Regions from separate parts of the Danio rerio genome. Here region 1 is linked to region 2. A link is a contact called in public Micro-C data. All regions are on one chromosome and are shown on one strand. The core of a region is the stretch at or near the end of the contact, and the rest is flanking DNA. Distances in the headings are between cores, read along the strand shown.

Region 1 (4,003 bases), core at 1,204-3,703, 140 kb after region 2:
CTCTAGTTAGCGGTTAGCTTGCTAGCTTGTCCTCAAAGACATAAAGTGTGCAAATGTCACTTTCAAGACTCCTATTAATTCACATATTACAATTTAATGACCTGCCTGGACAATTATGACAGTTAGTTCCGTAAGTGCCGGTTTCTTACCGTATCTGTCCGTCAGTATTCCGCTCGAGACTCGGGTCGGTTCTGACTGACTGGCTGGGACCCGAGCGCGTTCCCGCTGACGAGTGAGCGAGCGCGCGTCACATGCACGTGCGCGCGGCTGTATGAGTGAGCGCGCGCGTGCCTTCGTGACAGCCACAAACTGACACTATCCGTCACTACAAACTTTCCCCAAAAACGTCTAATGCTAAGTTATAAGAGACGCTACAGTTAGTTTATTTTTGTATTAAAAAATGTAGTATAAGTAGGTGAAAGTAGATACACACTCTGATTATGGGCGTCTCTAAGAGTTTGAAGTGTTTTTTCCAGCTTCGCGATGAAAGGCCCGGATGTTGAGGAAAGGAGGCGTGGCTTTTGAACACGCCTAGACCAGCTAACCATCTTTACACCTACTCTCACTTTTTTATTAACATTATTATTATTTTATTATTATTTACTATCAGGGGATACAAAAACATATTAGATCAGGCCCGTAGCCAACTTTTTTGCAGGTATTTGCCTCATTTTCTACTTAATTATAAGATTTAAATACTATATTTAGGTGACATTTAAAACACATTTTTAGCTGTGGTCATCAAAATCATATTTTTTGATGTACCAAAAACATTTCTTAAGGATTTAAAATAAAGAAATATAATAGAAAAAAACTTAATTCTATAATAATTTTAAAATACAAATGTATTACTTTGTAAGTCATTAGGGGAAAATCAATCTGTTAGAGCTTTAAATTAAATACTGCATATTAAGGCGAAGTAAGCACATTCAACTTTCTGGTCAGAATTTGGCCATTTGAATAATACTTTTAAAAAAAACTATCTACTTACTAATTTCCTTACTTTTTTCCTGATCTACTTCACTACTGCTTTTTCATATATTTATTATCTGTTTATTGTCCTGTCTCTGTAATTCTGTTGCACTGTAGAAGCTCTGTCACAAAAACAAATTCCTCGTATGTGCAAACATACCTGGCAATAAAGCTCTTTCCGATTATGATTCTGTCTGATTTTTCTAGCCTATCTTGTAAAAAGTGCATTTGAAAATTTATGAATAACAACACTAGCCTAATAAGTATTAACATACATTTTTAAGCTTTAAAATCAACTTTTGGTGCTACACAACTTTTTACTGGTCTTTATTTCTTTCTATCAAGAATAAGGTCCAAGATTTAGAATAAAAGTTACTTGCAAAATGTTTTTAGTATTTAACAGCAATACAGTAGGTCAGTAGTGAAAGATGACTTCACTTATGCCAGTTTGCCTCTCTGTCTTAAAGTCCTCTTCAATGATTAATTTCCACAATTTATAATGGCATAGCTGTCAAAAGAGGACAAATGAGCTCATGTATGGGACAAATTCTGGACCTTTGTTAGTTAGGAGTGGGTCCTTTAAGAAACAAACAAAAAACAAAGTAAATCATTAAAATGGTTGTTATTTATGGATCTGATTGAAAAGCAGAAAGTATTCCTTCAAACAATTGCATTATCATTATTTTTTCAGTAACACATGAGTTTTAGCAGCTTTCTAACATATCTAGAAATACTCTCTTAAACACTACAGAACAGAAAGCCTTTAAAACTGAACAGATGTGTATTTTGTCATTTCTTTAGTATATTGTTTATTTCAGATGCTTTTTGTGTTTACGTATTTATTTTGTTAATGTAGGCTGAGCGCACTTGTCATAAATTCCTCATCCTAAATTTAACCAGTAAATTTAACCCTAAACCTTTCAACTTTATAATTGTAATTCCAACTATTACCATCTTTCACCAAAACAATGAACCTTTTCTCTAAACAAATGCCACTGTAAGTTAAGATAAGACATTAATTGTGTATATAACCAAATACTGAAGTACACCTTTTCCTGCAAAATCATGGTAAAAAATGTAATTTCTTAATGTTTTTATACCACATCATAAGTATGTGTTACATTTCCAGTCCAATGATGACCCCTAGCTGTTGATTTCAAAATACAAATGTCATTCCGCTGTGGCGACCCCAGACTAAAAGCCGGAAAGAAAATGATTGAATAAATAGATATTTTCCACAATGATGCCTCTTGTGTCGTCTTGTTATCATTTGGGAGAAGCCTGTCTCATTTCTAGTAAAAAAAAAACTTATTGGTTGAATAAAAGTGACTTTAAGTCAGAATTTGCCAGGGGTATGATGAATAATTTGGGGTTTGACTGTACTGTATGGACTGTAAAGGTGTGTCCTCCAGTACTGCAGGTGGCGCAAATTAATAAGCTCGATTCAATAGAAGAAAAAGACCAAACGTCGCTTTGTCATGACGCAGAGCCGATGTGTGCGTGACATTGGTGTGGGCTGTGAATGAACTGTTCAGGTATTTATCGTTATTTATACAGTATTATTTTATAAATGCACTTACCAATGGTTATATAGATGCTTGAGTTCATCTGCATGCTTTCAGTGGTAACCAGAAGGAGTGTAAACCTGATGCTTATTGCTATAAATATTGAACTCATTAGTCACAGGATGCTCTTGTCACTATTTTTGACTTTTCTCTTGTTTTTAGTGTGTGGTCAGGATGGCATTGTCGTTATCCGGGCTGATTTTGCCCAAACTGATGCAGCAGAGGGCTTTCAGGTGAAGTATTTCTACAGTTTTGAAAGAGTCCACAATCATATGGTGGAACTATCGCTAAATATTGTAGTGTAATATAATAACTTGCCTTTTTTGAGTTATATTATCATTCATAATCATACATTTTATGTTCATATTTATATATACACACTACTGGTCAAATGTTTTGGGATCAGCATGATTTTTAAATGTTTTTAAATAAGCTTCTCCTGCTCACTAAAGCTGCATTTATTTAATCATAAATGCAGAACACATTGTACAATTGTGAAATTTTATCGCACTATAAAATAACTGTTTGAAAGTAGTTTATAATTTAATAATTCATTCCAGTGATTTTAAAGATGAATTTTCAGCTTCATTACTCCAGTCATCAGTCTCATGATCATTTAGAAATCACTCTCATAATAATAATTATTATTATTGTTATTAATATGTTATTAATGGTAATAGTACTAAAAGCAATAATAACTGGAGTAGGTTTTTTCATTTAATGTCGCCTTGATAAACAAAATAACAAAAAAAATGGGAAAAAACAAACCCCGAACTTTTGTTGACCGGTAGTGTATATACATACATGCATGCATAAATGTGTGTGTGTGTGTGTAATTAAGATTATTTACTAGCAGTGAAACTATGATTCTTTAAAAAACTCATCATTTAAAACGCTTTATATTTAAAATGCTTGATATAAATGATACCTTTGGGTTTATAATTATTACAAATATATAAATAAAATGAATAAATGTAATGAAAACTAAATAAACTAAATAAAAAATAAATTTTAAATATATTACAATGCTAGACCTATTATATAGTGCATGATAATAATAATAAACAACAAATACAATTATTCAGTAAAAACATGTCAATAATTTAAAAAAATACTATCTGCAAAATTTAAACTAAATTTTTTCTTTTTTTTAAAATCATTTTTAATTTGTTTTTACCCCCTAACATTATACATTTGGGTGTAATCTTTTTTGGACTGTTATTGTAAGCTATTTTTTTTGCATATTTGGCATATTTTCAGTGACTAAACTAATGTATATGAAAAAATATATTATTGTAAAGCATTCTGTAGAAATAATTTAATTTAAAAGATAGATTTGTGAGGGGTGTACTCATATGCTGAGCACTGTATGTTTCTAAATATTTATTTATTTGTATATAGATATAAACTATGTGTGTGATACAAATTGTATTTACATTTATTATATATTACAAATTTAATTATAT
Region 2 (3,638 bases), core at 1,103-3,602:
CTAATGGCCCGGGCCAGCATTAGAGAAGCTCATGACAGTTGACAGAATCGTTACTGGCCCGATCAGTGCTGCCTTGCCATTAAAGTTTAATTCGCCTGCGACTATTTGTCAATTGCATGCAAATTTAAAATATAAAAATAATGTCTTAGAATGGATAAACAGTGCTTTTAAGACTATCTTCTCTGTGATATCGTAAACACAATATTGCTTTTCGGTTCCCCTTATCTGATTGGATGTTATGAGCATGTTATTTTTTTTCTTAACCAGGTAACACCCATTATAGCAAAGAGACGGAAACATTGCAGCAACATCAAATGATGAGGTTAAAAGAAAACGTCCGTTTCCAACATCTTGGAAGCAGACATTTACACAAGTACAACATGACCAATGAAGTAATGTTTTGCACAGTTTGCCGTCAGTTTGTCAAGTCAGCCACCTTTTGTTAAATAATTTAGAACTGCAATAAAATACCAGCACATTTTCCATAGTGCTCTTTTTGTTTGCATAACGCTTACAATTTTTCTCATTATACAATTATTAACATGTTTTACGTTTAATTTCTAGATTCATTAGATGACACATTTAAAATATGTAGCTAAGAAATAGGCAACTAATGGGTAAGTTAAGGTAACTTAAACTATTTGAGAAAACCGACAAACCATTTAAGTTCAAAAACTAATCTAAATGAGTACTGTGAACTTAATTTGAGTAAATGAAGCAATTTGAGCACAGTAAAACCCAATAAATGAAGAGAACTCAAACCAGCTGAGTACTGCAAAACCCAATAAGTTAAGGCAACTCAAACCGCTTGAGGAAACCGATTGCTACAAACCATTTGAGTTAAAAACTAATGTATACGAGTACTGTAAACTTACTCCATTTAAGTTGAAGTAATGAGGTATTTAATTAACTCATCACCTTCAACAATGAGTTCAAAACTCTTTTCAAATGAGTAGAATTAATCGATTTCGAGTTACCTACACTCATTTCATTTGATAAAACTGACTGGTGGGTTTTTGCAGTGTACTAACTTTTTTTTTGGAGGGGCCAGTGAAAATTTTGGCAGGGCAAGTAAATAATTGAACCACTGGCTCGGTTGGGCCAGTAGAAAAAAATCATTAGCGTTGAACCCTGCTCTATACAATGAACACAATGCAGTATTATTCTAAATTTGATTATTCAAATGATGTACCTGACTACTGTTTTATTCCTCAAAACACCATAAAATACAGTTGATTTCATTTGTATCTTTAACTCAGGGTCTATGCATCCCCAGAAAATCAAGTGATTCTGTTCACACACTGACATCAAAAGATCTAGACTACATTAGGTTTGTTTATGAACTAACTAGGCATTATTAGTAGTAATAACCGATGTGTGATCAACATGGCGCCGCCCATGAGGAGACGAACCGATCGGATCTATGAAGATACAGGCTTCCAGTATTAATGAATCCCTTAATGTGTACAACTTTAATTACTTAAAAATAAATAAATGATAAAAATACACATATCCCAGCAGGTTTCCTCACACCATCCTGTCAGAAGCGTTACATAACGGAACAATAATCTACCGCATCAACTGAAGAGATGGATTAGGAGAAATGAGAGCTGCCTTAATTCAGTCTGTGTCTTTAGCTCACTGACAAGAGCCCAGCCCGGACAAGGATGACACTGCAGGGTTAGTCCACTAATCACCCGTGGATTTACACATTAACCGGAGATTTACCAGGATAAAGTGGAACCATTATGACAGACCACAAACTGTTGGATTCATAACGCACAGCCCGAAATGTAACCCACTATGATATATTGCACTAAAATAACACGGTTAAATGTACTGACGTGTCATATTTTGTAGGTTGTTTCTGCAGTGTTTGGCTGGGAGGTAACTTAATATTATGGTTCCTTGTTTTAAAATGTTGACCGAGCTCAACTGACAGACGCTTTTACTTAACGATAGGATGGATAGCATGTCGTTAAGTGATAGGAATGAGCAAATTGAAGTGTGGAGTGGCATGGTTGCTGGAGATGAGGTATTATCCATAGACTCACCTTGAAACGGCCATGTGTGAGCTGTTCGGGGGTCCGGGTTTGTGTCCGGCCGAGGGTTCGGGTTCAGGTTCGGCTGCTGCTGACCGACGCGTGCGCGGACAGGCCCGAAATCTCGCGCACTGCCTCAAAATCCGCCTGCTCGCTTATTAAATATTTCCCACAGCGCCCGAAGACGCTTGAGTAACTCCACGCCAGCGTACAGATTGATTCAGCCCTCCGCACTTCCCCGAAAACGGTATTTTAATCGAACAAACGGGGAGAAATAATTTTGTAGATCACAAAAGAGAAGCCAGGCGGCTGGTTTTATATGAGGAGCCATCTTGCATTTATTCCTTCCTCCATGGTAGGCGCGCTGTGATTGGTTACATGGGCTCCGGCCGGCCAATCGCAAGGCACTTTGCAAAAGGAAGTACACTGTAGGAGAAAAAAACATGGTCCGGAAACACGGGTTTTATTCATCTTCTTTTCAGTAAAAATATATATAAATATTCATATATGCTGAATATAAAACTGTTTTTGTCGCTGTTCCACATTCGCATTCGACCAATTTAATAATAAAACTTGCATCAATGTCATCCTCTATAAATAGCAGTCGAAAATCCTAAAAGACAAGTATCAACTTCAAGATGCTTGATTAAGAAGTGCACTTAAAATTATATATCACGTTCATCCTGCAAAATAATTTCTAAGGTTTAAAGTCAATATTGGTGACCAAATATTTACATATTGAAACAATCAGGGGTGGGTTTAGTGATTTGGGGCCCGAAGCAGTTCCAGCCATGGGGCCCAACAGTCCTAAAACAAAACCATTTGTACTGTATGAGCATTTTAATAGCATTCATGCATAAGAAATAACGATTAATTTAATTTAATCATCTTTACAATAAACACAATGCAGCATTATATTAAATTTGATTATTCAAATGATGTACCTGAAAACTGTTTCACTCCTCAGAACATCATAAAATACAGTTCATTTCATTTTTATCTTTAGCTTTGGGTGTTATCATAGTAGGCCAGCCTGGTGAAATGGTGGTCCTTTTTTTCTCAAAAAGTGGACCTTTTTGCAGTTATACGCCTCAGTTTCTATTTAACTATGAGATTTAAATTCTGCATTTTAGTGATTTTTTGTTTTGCTGGATTAGCTAGTCAGATCTCATCATAACCACACTTTTTGATGTACTAAAATATTTCCTAAAAAATTGCATAAAAAATTTAAACAAGACTCATTTTTAAAATACAAATTTATTACATCATTTATCATTAGGAAAAAATTGCAATCTGTTAAAGTTTTAAAGTAAAAAAACTGTAGCCTACTGTCATTTATTATGCAAAAAAAAAAAAAACAAAAAAAAAAACTGGTCAGCACATTCAACTGTCCTCGGTCACAATTTGGCCATTTCATTAAAAAAGAATTAAAACATAATAATAATAATAATAATAATAATAATAATAATAATAATAATAATAATAAATTATTAATAGTAATAATTATTATTATTATTATTATTAATAATAATAATAATAATAACAATGAATTCTTCAGAATTTATCTGTTCTCTTTGGTAGAAAAAATACATTTGA

The links. Hi-C and Micro-C count contacts between places; a contact is called where the count stands out from the background.
Region 1: a Micro-C map of caudal fin shows a contact between it and region 2, with 8 times the contacts expected there. The contact joins the promoter of mrpl14 here to the promoter of btaf1 in region 2. A contact is called at or near these places in 3 of 18 Hi-C or Micro-C datasets (caudal fin, hematopoietic stem cells and an unstated tissue) and 1 of 4 datasets of contacts at active chromatin or transcription factors (gastrula embryo).

What each region holds. Positions count from the first base shown.
Region 1 is chr13:46,254,935-46,258,937 of GRCz12tu, forward strand. It overlaps mrpl14 (mitochondrial ribosomal protein L14), which reads left to right and starts at 2,454. Exons shown (of 3, transcript NM_201147.2): 1 at 2,454-2,507; 2 at 2,700-2,770. The coding sequence starts at 2,712. It overlaps lrrfip2 (leucine rich repeat (in FLII) interacting protein 2), which reads right to left and starts at 242. Exons shown (of 13, transcript NM_199479.3): 1 at 150-242.
Region 2 is chr13:46,115,742-46,119,379 of GRCz12tu, forward strand. It overlaps btaf1 (BTAF1 RNA polymerase II, B-TFIID transcription factor-associated), which reads right to left and starts at 2,353. Exons shown (of 38, transcript XM_005169532.6): 1 at 2,055-2,353. The coding sequence starts at 2,068.